Linked DNA regions of Anas platyrhynchos: region 1 is linked to region 2. Evidence: chromatin contacts called from public Hi-C data. All regions are on one chromosome and are shown on one strand. Each heading gives the region's core, a stretch centred on a gene start, on an enhancer-like site or on the middle of the called end of the contact. The rest is flanking DNA. Distances are from core to core; before and after follow the strand shown. Region 1 overlaps TET2 (tet methylcytosine dioxygenase 2). Region 2 holds the start of PPA2 (inorganic pyrophosphatase 2).

The links. Hi-C and Micro-C count contacts between places; a contact is called where the count stands out from the background.
Region 1: a Hi-C map of liver shows a contact between it and region 2, with 2.3 times the contacts expected there. The contact joins the enhancer-like site here to the promoter of PPA2 in region 2. A contact is called at or near these places in 2 of 8 Hi-C or Micro-C datasets (liver and skeletal muscle).

Annotation. Positions count from the first base shown.
Region 1 is chr4:9,253,538-9,260,200 of IASCAAS_PekinDuck_T2T, reverse strand. All of the region lies in intron 1 of TET2 (tet methylcytosine dioxygenase 2), which reads left to right. Among named protein-coding and RNA genes, the nearest start is that of TET2, 10 kb to the left of the region's middle. Within about 2 kb of position 4,235, at least 4 of the 8 cell types and tissues checked have an H3K27ac peak or open chromatin away from gene starts, as enhancers often do.
Region 2 is chr4:9,130,639-9,136,552 of IASCAAS_PekinDuck_T2T, reverse strand. It overlaps PPA2 (inorganic pyrophosphatase 2), which reads right to left and starts at 1,590. Exons shown (of 12, transcript XM_072036944.1): 1 at 1,303-1,590. The coding sequence starts at 1,447.

The DNA of each region.
Region 1 (6,663 bases), core at 2,986-5,485, 120 kb before region 2:
TCTCGGTGCTACTTCTCCCGTGTTTGAAGTCACATACTTTGAAGTTATACAATTCTTCTGCTTGCCAAAGGACACACAACTCCTTCAGCCCTTATGTAAGCAAAAAGGAGAAAAGAATGATTGCATGCTTCCTCCTGTGCGAAAGTAGCGTTGCTGTGCTGTTCGCAGTAAAATGAGGAAAAGGACTTGTTGCAGTGAGGCAGGAGTCGCTTCCCTTCCCCCCAGGTTACTGAAGTTCACAGAAGGGAGAGATTTCCTTGAAGCTTACCGTGTGTGTATAGCTCGGGAAGAAGAATGCAGTTTATCCCTGAAAGAGAGCGTATGAAAGCTGGAAGATGCATTGGCCTTGCCTTTCTCTGGGATTTGGAAAACTGGGGAGGGGGGAGTGCATGCATGTACTAAAGACCTTCACATTTTTTATTCTTTGATTTTTAAAAGGCAACCTTTTTGTTCCCACTCTGCTCCTTTGCTAGCTTGCCTGTCTCTCTTTCAACTGGATCTGCCCCCAAAGGGCTGGAGTATTACTAAAATGGCAACAGTAAAATTCAAAAGCATGAAAGCTGAGCAACCGAAGAGGGCTGGATTTAACCCTTATTTATCTCATACAGCCAGCAGACATTGGGGGGAGAGAAAATCCATGCTAAGGAGACCCACGCCACACAGTCAGTCAGTAAGTGTACACGGCACAGACCCAGCAACAGCTGAAAGCAGTGAGCAAATGGGGAAATGCACGCCTGGTATTTATAAAAATGAAGAACGCACAAGACAGAGAGGCGCAGCCTTTCAGTTCTCTGTTGCTTCTGTGGCGCTCTCCATACTTTCCCCAGCGCATTTGGTCTTTTTTAGGAAGTTTGGCCCTGAGCTTTGCTGCTCCCGTGCAATCCTTGATGCAGAGAGGCAGCTTTGGAAGGTGTGAGAAAGTAGTGGGGAGGATAAGAGTTAGGCTGAGGGATTTTTCTCTGCGCTCCTACATGTAGTGCCTGACAAGTGGAAGAGATCAGGTAGGGGAAAATACATATTTTTATGTGTCTTCCCACCGTGCCTGTGTTGTGCAGCTGACAATACATTCGGTACCCCTCTCGCTGGTGCTGTCAGCAGGCGTGTGAGCCTGCAAACTGATGGCAGCCCCTGTGTTTCCACAAAGCCCTAATTGATTGCTCCTCCGCGGGACAGGAGCAGTTGGCCTGTGGGAAGACACCGGAGAGAGGCACCTCCTCAGGCCCACATGCTTTGTAGCAACTGGAAGGAAATAAAATAGTTTGGGGAGCATTTTTCTCTCTGCTGGGGGAAGAGGAAGGAAATAGAAGAGGGGAGTTTAGAGGCTACAAAATGATTTTTACTTTAAAAAAAAGTTTTTGAAGCAGCTGCAAGTTAGCACATTTCCTAGAAAATACAAAGCCTCGCTGATGCATTGGAAAGAGGTTTTGCCTCTGGAAGGGTGAGTCTGTAACTACCTCCTGCACAGCTGCTTTCTCTTGAAGCAACTGCTACTAGCTGGCTGGAGATGCTTTGTGGGACAAGCCGTAGCATGAGCCTGGCTTGGGATGGCAACTCTGGTGCTTCTAAATATAAGGAGTGGATCGAGTGAAATTAATTATTGCGCGTTAGGAGGCACCTCGTATCCCAGCCATGAAACAGAATCCCACTGTGCTTGGGGCTGTACAAACACGAGCCATTTCTGTTCCATTTTGCTATTTAACGCGGCAAAGGAGACAGTTAAAGGAAAAAAAAAGAAGCCTGGCAGCGCACAAGGGCCAGAGTGTTAGTGCCTCTTGCTTATAACGCAAAGCAGAGGCAGACAGCTGCCTTCCAAAAAACTAAATATTTGCAGTAAATAAAGCAAAGCTGCTCCTGCTACCTGCTCTGTGTGAGTTCGGAGGAGTTCCCAACCAGCACTGCTGCAGCCTTTTCCCTAGGGTGCTCCTATTAATGAGCAGGCAAAACACGCGGGGAGTGAGAGAAAGGGTAGAAAATTAATAAGCAACAACCGAGAGCCAAAGCGCACACAGATCACAAAATGTGGTGCAAACTTTGCTGGAGCCATTCATTTCAGTACCTTAAAAAAAAAATGCAAACAAAACTAAACTAAAAGACATACAGGAAAGCTGTGGTGTAGCTGGGAACTGAAGCCATATCTCTTATGCCCCAGTGCGTTACCCATGATACCCTCCTTCCTGCTCATTCAGAAGTTTACAGATAGTTTTCTCTGCTTACTAAGATAACAGAAGTATCAATTTTAAGAAACAGAAACTAGAATCAGAAAGGAGTAGCTTTTCACTTTTTTCAGAAGCTGTTTTTCAGTAACATTTTCTGTTAATTGACAGCACATCGGGGTTTTTTGCTTTAGCTTACTTTTTTTTTTGTTTTTTTGTTTTTTTTTGTCTCCTTCCCCTTCTGGAGGAGTCTCAGGACCTTTAAAGCAGCAGTGCCCACCCAAAACAAGCCAGCAAATTAAACTGTGCTCAAATTCTGTTGTTTGTCTCCTCAGGGAAGAGGACTGCTTTTGTGTACTGCTTGGACTACGGCACTGCTGAAACCCTCAGCTCTCAGTGAGAAAAGGTGCAGGGAAGGAAGGGCATTATCTCGATCTTACTGGTGCTGCAGATGTCTCCACGCACCTCCAAACAAACACGCAGAATCTCACAACGAGCTAATTATAATTAAAAGCAGTGCGTTATGTCGGTTAATTGCAGTGAGCAGGGCAGAGTTGTGCAATGCCATCCCAGTAAGGAGGTACTCCAATAATTCCCATTAACCTTTAATACCCTTGATCCTCCTATTCATTCAGGCAAGATTTCCCACAGTCTGCAAACTGTTCTGCAGGCCAGCCCAAACCTACCACACGCCTCCCGTTTTGATCTGTTTTATCAATTAAAGGTTCGTCAGGGTTCACGAACCCTCGCGCTGATGTCATACTTGGTAGCGGAGCTCGAAGAAAAAGGAAAAAAACCTTTAATTTGCTGCCAAAACTTCTCCCTGCTGGAGCCGGGATGTACAGACCTGTGCAGGTGACACAAAGCAGGCAGCGTTCGGAGCTTCCTGTGTAACAGTCTCCTAGACCTCAATCAGAGGTGGTGAATTTTGGTGTCTTTGGGATTTGCCGGGGATTCCTAGGCCACAGGTGGCTGTAGCTCGAGCCGCCTGCTTTGGTGCTTAAAGCATTTACCCGAGAGCCCACCCCAAGTAACTCCAGCGGGTTCAGAGACTCGTGATACAATCCATGATGAAGTGCATTCGGAAACAAAATCCGATGGGTAATTTAGCTCGGGCAGCATTCCCTTGGAGGCAGTTGACCGTGAAGGACAGATGGATCTTTCCCTGCCACGTTTATAGACCCAATAGCAAACCCCAACGAGAGCAGGCGTGGGGGCTTCCCTCCTGGCTCCCCCCGCTTTGCTTTCCACCGCTCCCCTGGCAGTCTGGAGGTTCGGCGGCCGGGTCCCCACGTGGCTGACGCGCACGTGGCCGCGGTGTTTACAAACACTGGCCCGGGCTTCCCCGGGGCGCTGCGTGCCGGGCCAGAGGGTGCCACGCTGCAGGACCTCGCCGCGGCGTGCGCCAGCCCGGTTGTCACCCACGGCTGTGGCTGCTGGCGGCGATCGCAGCGAAAGGCTGAGCTGCCGGAGCCCGCGAGCACGCTGGGGTTTGCTCGTTTGGCTTTTAAGCGATATTCAGCCCGGGGTTTAGAGCGAGGTCGTCCACGGTGAGTCAAAAATAGAAACTTTATTGCTCGATAGAGTAGCAGCGCTGGAGAGCGCTAGCTAGACAGACACGCAACAGCGAGGAGGGGACTCCTCTGCTTTCCAGAGACGCTGCTAGGGAACTGGGTAACGCTTGCAGTCGGGCAGGGTTTCACAAAGCCTGTGCAAGTGCATGGGCGCCTCTTCTATTTCCCACTGACAAAGCAGGGACCCCTTTTTCTCCAGATTTAAGAGACGAGTCTCAGCGAAACGCAAGACGCTCGGAGCAGCCACGGTTGCGTTATCACCGGGAGAGGAGCGCCTCGGTTCTGCGTTGTTTTGGCAGGCCATTGGCATACAGCAAGCAAGAGGTTTGGACAGCTGTGCATTGCCGTATGGAATGGCCTCCCAGAGCTGGGGCACGAAAAGACAAAGCGTGCTTATTTCCAGGCACTCAGCTAAAATTGTATTGACTTACTTTTCGCTGCTCTCCTCACGAGTTCGGAGTTCAAGGACTCCTCTATCTACCGTACCTTGAGTTCAGATAACAAGATACAACTACCCCAAGAGAAACAAACAGAGAAGCCCGTGCTCTTCAAAGACAGGCACTTTTCTGTACATGTCTCCCTGTTGTGTTTCGGGGTGTGCACTGTTTATTCTTCTCCTTTTGTTTTACCCTCCCTCCCGCTCGCCCTCCGCAGCGCGCCGTGCACACCCTCTCGCAGCCGCCTCTGGCTCGCGGGGCCTGAGAAGTGCAAACTCAGCAGGGCCTGGTAACACTTTAACTCTTTGTCCTATTCTCAGCTCTCCCAGCAAAGGTCAAAGCAAACCAGACTTACAGCTGCGCTTGAAACAGAATGGCAGGAGAGGGAGGGAGGGAGAGAGGGAGAGAGGGAGAGCAGGCGAGCGCAGGCTGTTCCCCCTCCTGCATACTTTGTCTCCAAGCACGTGAAGCGCGTGGCCAGGGTGAGATGAAACTCTCCCTAAGCCTTCGGGTGGCTGTATCTGCTGGCTCCTCTGTAAGAGGAAACGAGAAGCTTGTGACTTTTGTTTGTACTGGCCATCTCGAGCTTCACGCAACTTCTGCCGATAAACAGGAATAACTTAGGAGCTACTTCCTCAAATGCCTGCAACATGGTCTTAATTTCATCAGTGCAAAGCCAGCAAAAAGCTATTACAGACACGATGTCTCGCTTATCTGCCTTTGAAGTCATTCTGGAAAGGCTGGCAACACGCCCTTATACAATTCTTTCTCCTAACAGCCACGGTTTGGCATTGTGTTGAGGGACCACGCTGGCTCCGGTTTCGCTGACCGCGGGCAGAAGTGCGTTTTGTTTCCCTCGCGAACCTTTCGGAGCGCTGCCATTTGCTTAGGGCGGCGAGAAGGAACCTGCCTCGACACCAGGACGCGCCCACGTGTGCCACGCGCAGGAAAAAGCTTTCCCATTTCTCCCTTCGGGCAACGCTGCCGGCGCGCTTCACGCGGCTACCAGGGGAATGCGATGCACCGGCCGCAGAGCTGGCGCTGGCCGGCGGAGCGACATTGATCCCAGCGCCAAGGTTTTACCTCCCCGCCTGGCGCTGGGTTTGATGCCTCGCCACGTGCTCGCGCGCACATGGCCGCAGTGTTTACAAACATGACCCCAGAACTCATAGTAGGGACGTACGGGCGGGTGATGAAAGAGCCAGCAAATGCCGCATCCCCTGCGCGAGGCTGACCCAGATCGCTGGCGGCGCGGCGGGCGAGCAGAGCGCAGGCTCCGAGCGCACAGCGAGGCGCTGGGGAAGGTGATTTTGCTTCCAAACTCGTTTGAAATATCATTGCCACCACGAGAGAATTTTCCAGCGTAAGCTAAAAATAGCTCCTATTAGCTAGCAGGAGCGGGCGAGTGATTCAGCAGCTGGGGGATAAAGGTGACTGTGTTCTCCGGCACCGCAGGTTTGTTTCTCTGCTGAACTGACTCAAAGTACATAACATTTTCAAAGTGGTAAGGAAGTGCAAAGCTGGCTTACTTTGGCCAAAATAAAAGAACAGTGCGTGATTGTGTGCTTCCTGAGCGGCAGTTCCCTTTTTATTCCTTCATTAACACTTGCACTCAGGCGCTAATGAACGCCTCGCTGCTGGACAGTGACCATCGGGTTAGGAGAAAGATGGCTTAGCAGTTTCAAGTGACACACCTTTCTCTGCAGAATATGAATACCACTCTACTTTTTGGCATGGGCCTCAAGAAAAAAAATGTCCCTCTAGCAAACCAGGCCTTACACTCAGTGTCAGATCTCCACACTTCTTCTCCATATGTATTTTTTTAATTGCTTGTGGACGCACTAGATGCTTATTAGAAAACTCGATTTGTCTCTTCCTTATGCTTGAAGTTCTTCAAGGAAGCTTGTATTGTACTTGAAATTACCCTAAAACAGTTTCCTTCCTAGAAGTTAGCAGTTTATTGTAAAATGGAAGTACGTGGTCTGACGATGGGTTGTTGACAGCCTCTAGGCTTCTTGAAGTTTTCTCAGAAAAGCATGTATGTGGAGGAAGACAGGCTACACAACCGTGACTGGCTGCCAAAGATAAACACAGCCTTCTTGAAAAAGCTGCTAAACTAGCAAAAAATAACCCGTGCTCGTTAATAAATCACTTCCAATTTTTACGTTTGAAATCAAACAATTTACTTACTCCCAGCTTTGCAGAAGCCTGCTAAGTGGCGAAGGGTTGGTTTTGTTTTTTTCCTCCCAGACAGCAAGGCTGACCTTTCCGAGGGAGACGAGATAGCAGAAAGATCATACTTCTATTTTATACCAGTTACTATGATACATCGCCGTGTTTGTAAATATCCCAATGGCAAAGCCCTTAGGAAAGACACGCTACGAGCTTCTCCCTGCCTCTTTCCCAACGTGCTTCTGTCCCATTCCTGAAGGCAACTCCTGCAAGCACAGAGCTAGTCCAGAGGCTTCACCTTTTCCATCCGTATCCATGGCAGCTCTG
Region 2 (5,914 bases), core at 341-2,840:
AAAAGGCGTGGAGTTCCATAAGCAATCAGTGAATTTACCTGGGCTTCCTGGCAGTGCAGTCCCAGTAACTTCACTACGTTTCTATTAAGCTAAATTTCACAAAGAGACAATTGTCCAACATATTAGGCCCAAGTCTGACCAAGAGAATACGTGACGGATAGGATAATTGCACAGGCCCTAGAAATGAAACGATACCTTAAAAAAATGAAAAAGCTGACGATAACTTAGTGCTTAATGGGGATCTGGTCTGCACCTTAGCCTTGTTTTCACTGTAGGGAGGAACAAAACGCACGCTTAAACATTTCAAATTACTCAGAAACTTTTCAATGTAACAAACACCGAAGTATGGCAACAAATCGATGCATAAACAGAAACAGCAGCAGCAATACAAAGTACTAACACTAATCTCAAGGAGTTCCCCCTTGTTAGCACCCCTTGTCACAGTAAATGGAAAAACAAAGGACTTCTTTTAGCCTTGGACCACCTCAACACGGAGGAACACGTGAGGGTGCTTCTCACAGCCCTTGGAAGCCTCCCAGACATTCCTCCTAAATAAAACAAAGTTTAGTGGTGGGCTGCTTGCTTTTACTGAGGAACGTGACTTTTTGCAGCACACGAAAGCTCTGTGCCTCGCACGCCAGCGGGGCAGCACAGGCAGGGTGCATGACGCCAGCGGACGTCAGATGTAACTCCCGAGAAGCTAATGGCCCAAAGATGTACCGAGAGGGTGCTTGCGAAACCAGGGGCCTTCCAACAGCCAGCTTTATGACCCAAATGCGTAATGCTGAGGCTGCACGCCACCAGATTTCCCTGGGCTTTGAGCAGCCCCCTGGGGGTGCTCTCCCAGAGCCCCTCACTGCTGCTGGCCTAGGAAGTCCCTCAGGGCTCGAGCCCTGAATTTTTTTTGGTTTTGTTTTTGTTTTTTGACATTTCTGAGAGAGGACTGGCTTCGTCACAGGGTGCAGGGAATGCTACCACGCTGCTTGCTGAGCTGAGGCTGCCATGGCCCCCGCCAGCCAGGCTGCCACAGGCACCCCCAGCACCTCTCCACCTTCTGCGCGGCCCTCAAGGCCCAGCAGCCCCTCTAGAAGGAAACCATGACGAGAAAAGCCCTTCTTTTCCACACAAAATCTCCCCCCTCACGCACGGGGCGGCTGAGGGGCGATGCCTCCTCCAGCCTGAGGGGTCTCTGCGGGGAACCGCCGCCGCCTCTCCCCCACCGCGCCCCCCTCCCTTGGCGGGCTAGGAAGGAAGGAAGGAAGGAGAGGGGGTTTTACGGAGCCCCGGGGCGCTGCTACTTACTAAAGTAGAGGCGGTAATCGGGAGAGTTGGGCCGCCCCCGCGGCTCCGTGCCGTAGCGGGCCATGGCGCTGAGGCAGCGGCGCGGCGGCCGCCCCCACCCCCGCGCCGCCCGCAGCAGCCGCCCCAGCCCCGGCAGCGCACACATGATGGCGGCGGCCGCCTCCCTCCCCTTCCTGCGGCCGCCGGGGCCGCGCCTGCCCCCTTGCCCCGCCTGGAAGCCCTGGCACGGCGGGGCAGGGAGCCTCCGGGGCCGGGAGCGGTGCCCTCCTGCCCCGCCGGCGAGCAGGGAGAGCTGCGGGCGAGCAGGGGGAGCCGCCCCCAGCCGCACCGCCGCCTGAGGGGAGCCATGGCCCCGAGCCCCAAAATGGCGGCGCGGCCCCGCACCAGCCCTGTGGTGAAGGCGGGCGGAGGCGGCTTGTCCCCAAGGGGGGTTGCCGAGTCCAGACGCTTGCCCCCCCCGTTTACCTTGGGTTTTACCTTGGGAGTTTGTCCCGTTTCGCTGTGGGGCTGCTCCTTTGGGGAAAAAGCGTTCATTTCACAGAATCACAGAATTATTTAGGGTGGAAGAGACGTCAAGATCATCGAGTCCAACCTCTGACCTAATACTAACAAGTCCTCCACTAAACCATATCCCTAAGTTCAACATCTAAACGTCTTTTAAAGACCTCCAGGGATGGTGACTCCACCACTTCCCTGGGCAGCCCATTCCAGTGCCTCACAACCCTCTCAGTAAAGAAGCTCTTCCTAATATCCAACTTAAAATCCAACCTTTCTTCTCAGCACAAACAGCTCTCACCGGGCCGTCCACAGATGAGCTCCCACAAGTAGATAATGTTTTTATATTGAACCTCATAAACACACAAACTAGATTCTCGTCTGTATTCAGGTTGTAGTGGTTCTGAAGCTTGTCCCCCTATGCACAGTCCAATTCCTGCAATACTGGTGGCTTTGGACACCAGTCTCTTTCTGTCGATCCTTGAGGAGGGTTTCATATGAGTTTCGCCTACCAATATGGGTTCTTGGAGCATTGCTTCTCTTCATGGATTTTTCAAAAATCACCCAAAAGGGGCAGAAATCACTGCATTCGTTTTACTGATGGAGAAACTGAGGCAGGCCAATTTTTGTTACTGTTGTCGCTCATACATCCCAAACCAATGTCTTTGGCGATTGATACTAATTTTGAATTTTAACTCCGATTTGAATTATTGTGGAAGATTTGTGTAGGATAACTACATGTTCCCCTGATTATTTTATATGGTATTTAAAACTGTATTGGGAATTTTTCATTTGCAGCATTAAGGCTCAGACAATCTCTTCCATCCAATTAAAAAGGTATATAACTTCTTTTGCTCTTTCTTTGTCCCCTTTACTGTTGGGTAGGTAAGGTTTTACAAGCATCAGGATTGTTGTGCCTGCGTCCTAAGGATCCAGCTTTATTTTACAATGGAGCGGGAGACTTCCCCGACAGCTTCCATCACTGCTCCTGCCTGTACTCCTTAAACCTGTTAGTAGCTACTCCAGACCTCAGAGTTGTTTGCTAGTGGGTGGGTTTTTCCCTACTGTAAGGGTGCTGGATAAAAAGTTATGGTCTCCTTCCTTCTCTTTTTCTGAGCCATTGTTTGCTAAATTTGTCACAACAGGCTTATCTCCAGGAGAACAGAATGGCAGGCCAATTATCCACCTCCACAGAAGCTGCTAAATAGTTGGTGTTTTGCCAGAGGTGTTGGCATCTTTCATCCCTGAGTTCACCAAATGCAAGGTTTTCCTGAATGGGACACTTGGGGGTTGAAATTCTTCATGTGTCCGTTTGAAGTTCTTAATGTTTTGGGTTTGTAAGAGGGCAAATCATCAGTTTTTCACGTGGGAAAAAGAAAAAAAAAAAAAAAGAAAAAAGTAGAGAGAGAGAGAGAGAAACTTTCTCTATTTTAAAAACCCTATTCAGCATTTTCTTTGAGTTGGCCTGCTGCTGAAACATGCAAGGATAAAAACAAGTGGGCCTAGCCTTCCACCTCTGCTTGAGTCTGAGGAATGTGGGTTTCATTTATGGAAGTTCAGAGCTTTTGAAAATCATTTACTGAGTGCACATGGAGTATTCGCAGTATTTTTATTCTTACAAAGTTGGCAGTTGGTTGTAGTGTTATTCTAGGAGAAACCCAACATATATTTATTTACTCGTACAAGTTAGGAAGTGAAATATGCAGTTGTGGTCAAGAGTCACTGTAAGATGCCCAAAGTCTGAGTGCAGAGTTCTCCTTTGCCTAGTGTGGTCTTATCTAAAGCTTTCTCATCTGTAGTGGGAAATCATCTGTGAAACACTTGGAATTTATGAAATATAAATGAGCTCCAGTGCAAGCGCTTTCTAGGTGCATAAACAGATGTCATCCTGTTACCTAGCAAGGGTGGATGATATGGTGGAAAAACATGTACCAACCCTGTTAACGTTGTGAAAGCAGAGAACTTGATGTTTTAGTACTCTAAAATTCTCTTAATTAAATTTCCCTACAGAAATAATAACAATAAAGCCCTGAACAGATTTAACTGTGTTTCTCAGTATTATGCATGATGGTACACAGAACATGGCAGAAGTACATGCAGTACTCCTGAAGTCAGATTTAAGTGATATCGCAGCTTCCTTGTTAAAACAAATTCACTTCATACTCTTAAATCTATTGAACAAATACATGTTTTGGTTCTGGTATCTACATGACTCAAATTCTCTTAAATTACTATGGTTTTTACTACCAAGGTCGTTTTTCACTTCTTTTTATTTCCAAACATTTTATGTCCAAATACTTCAAGTATCGTTCCAATTGGGCCAGCAAAAGGTGTATATAGGGCCGATCCCATTTATTGACCTTGAAACAGCTTCCACTGAAAGATGATGAAAATATTGCTATTTATTTCAATGGAATTAGAATCAGGTCCATCAGACTTAAGTAGGGCTTACATGGTACTTAGGTTTTATGCTTGCCCTCTGCACAGGGGTGAATCTCATTCCACCAGAATACCAGTGGAGTATGGCAAAGACTCAGCAGCAGTATAATCACCTAAGCCTGAAGGACACCCTTACTTTAAGTTTGTACTCTGCAGTGTACATTTACGTTTCTTTCTTTCATGTATGTATTATGAAACTGGGCGTATGTTTTGCCAGTGAAAATGCTGTGCAAATTAAATGCAGAAAACAGTTTATTATGTTATAAATAATCATAAAAAGAACAATTTCCCTTCCTCCTGAATGAAAATCATTTTCATCCTTTCAGCTAATAAGGCTTTGAAGAATGTCATTAGTACCACTATGTGCTATTTCAGTGTGTTTGCTCTTGACTGGAGATTACATCACTCTCATTAACTTTGCTGCAATGTAACTTCTATCTCCATTGCTTATAAAACCATTAATCTGAAGGAATCAATTCCTGCCAGCCTTCTGCTTTACTGCTACCTACGTGCAAAAGGCCTGCGCTCGTGGACCGCTGTCCTCGTGCTCCAGCCACCCCGGGGGGAACAGGTAACTCCTACGTGCTGACAAATACCTGATGGCAGCAAAAGACTACATTGTCTAAATAAGAGGAAGAAATTGTGTGTTTCAGTAAATAGAGTGAGCCTTATTAGGTTACATCACTTTCCATCTCACTGTGAAGAAAGACCCAAAGAAACTGGGACAGACTGTGAACTCACCTCAGCTACCCTATTGCTGATCATCAACATTTATGCAAAGTTATTTTTTAGTCATAATATTCACTATGAGGTATAGGAAGATGACAAGTTTTCAGCCTATTTTTTTCTGAATAAATTGTTTCTCCAAGCTGCTAGTTTTTTGTTTGTTTGTTTGTTTGTTTGTTTGTTTTTTAACCATGCTTTTCATTAGGCTGCTTATAACGGCGCGTAGGATTCCCGTGGCAGATTACAGTCGCTGTGAGTGGGCAGGGTTGCCAGCCAGGCAGCGCTCGTCTGGCCAGCAGTGTCTAATTGCAGCAGGTGCTGATGGCCAAGGCCAGCCGGGCAGGCATGCCACTGCTCTGCCTGGACTTGTGCCTAGAAAGCCAAGTCCTCGAGAGGCGAGAACACGGTGCCCGTGTCAAGCTTTGCTGGATGCGCCCGTTTCTCCCTTCCTAGACATCCGTACTGTGTTCGTGTTACGCCCTGTGAAGCAGGGATTTTCAGCTACTGTAACTTCCACCCAAACGTATTCGCAAGTATTGACTGAAACTTGATTTAAGATTTTAAAAATTTATCTTTGTTTACTGCAAAGCAACTTGCCTGTTGCAAAAGAGAAATCACCAAATGGTCTTCTTTCTTTTTCATTCATTCTTCCACATAGGTGCATGTACACAAAAAGGGAGAAACAGACAGAAAAAAAAAGGTTCTAATTAAGCTCAAAAAGCATTGCCAGGAAACGGGAAGTTCCAGTGCAAGGCTGCAAGTCTATCAGCGTTCAAAATAGGGATGTACAATGAAAATTATGTCTTCTTAAGGCTCCTTTCCCCTCTCAATTTTTGAATTGTCAGACGTAAGATTCTCAAAGGATTCCTCAGAAACTATTTCATCTTCGGTAATTTCTACACCCCCTATTTTACATTAAAACATAATAATGAAGATTCCTCCTCCTGTACTT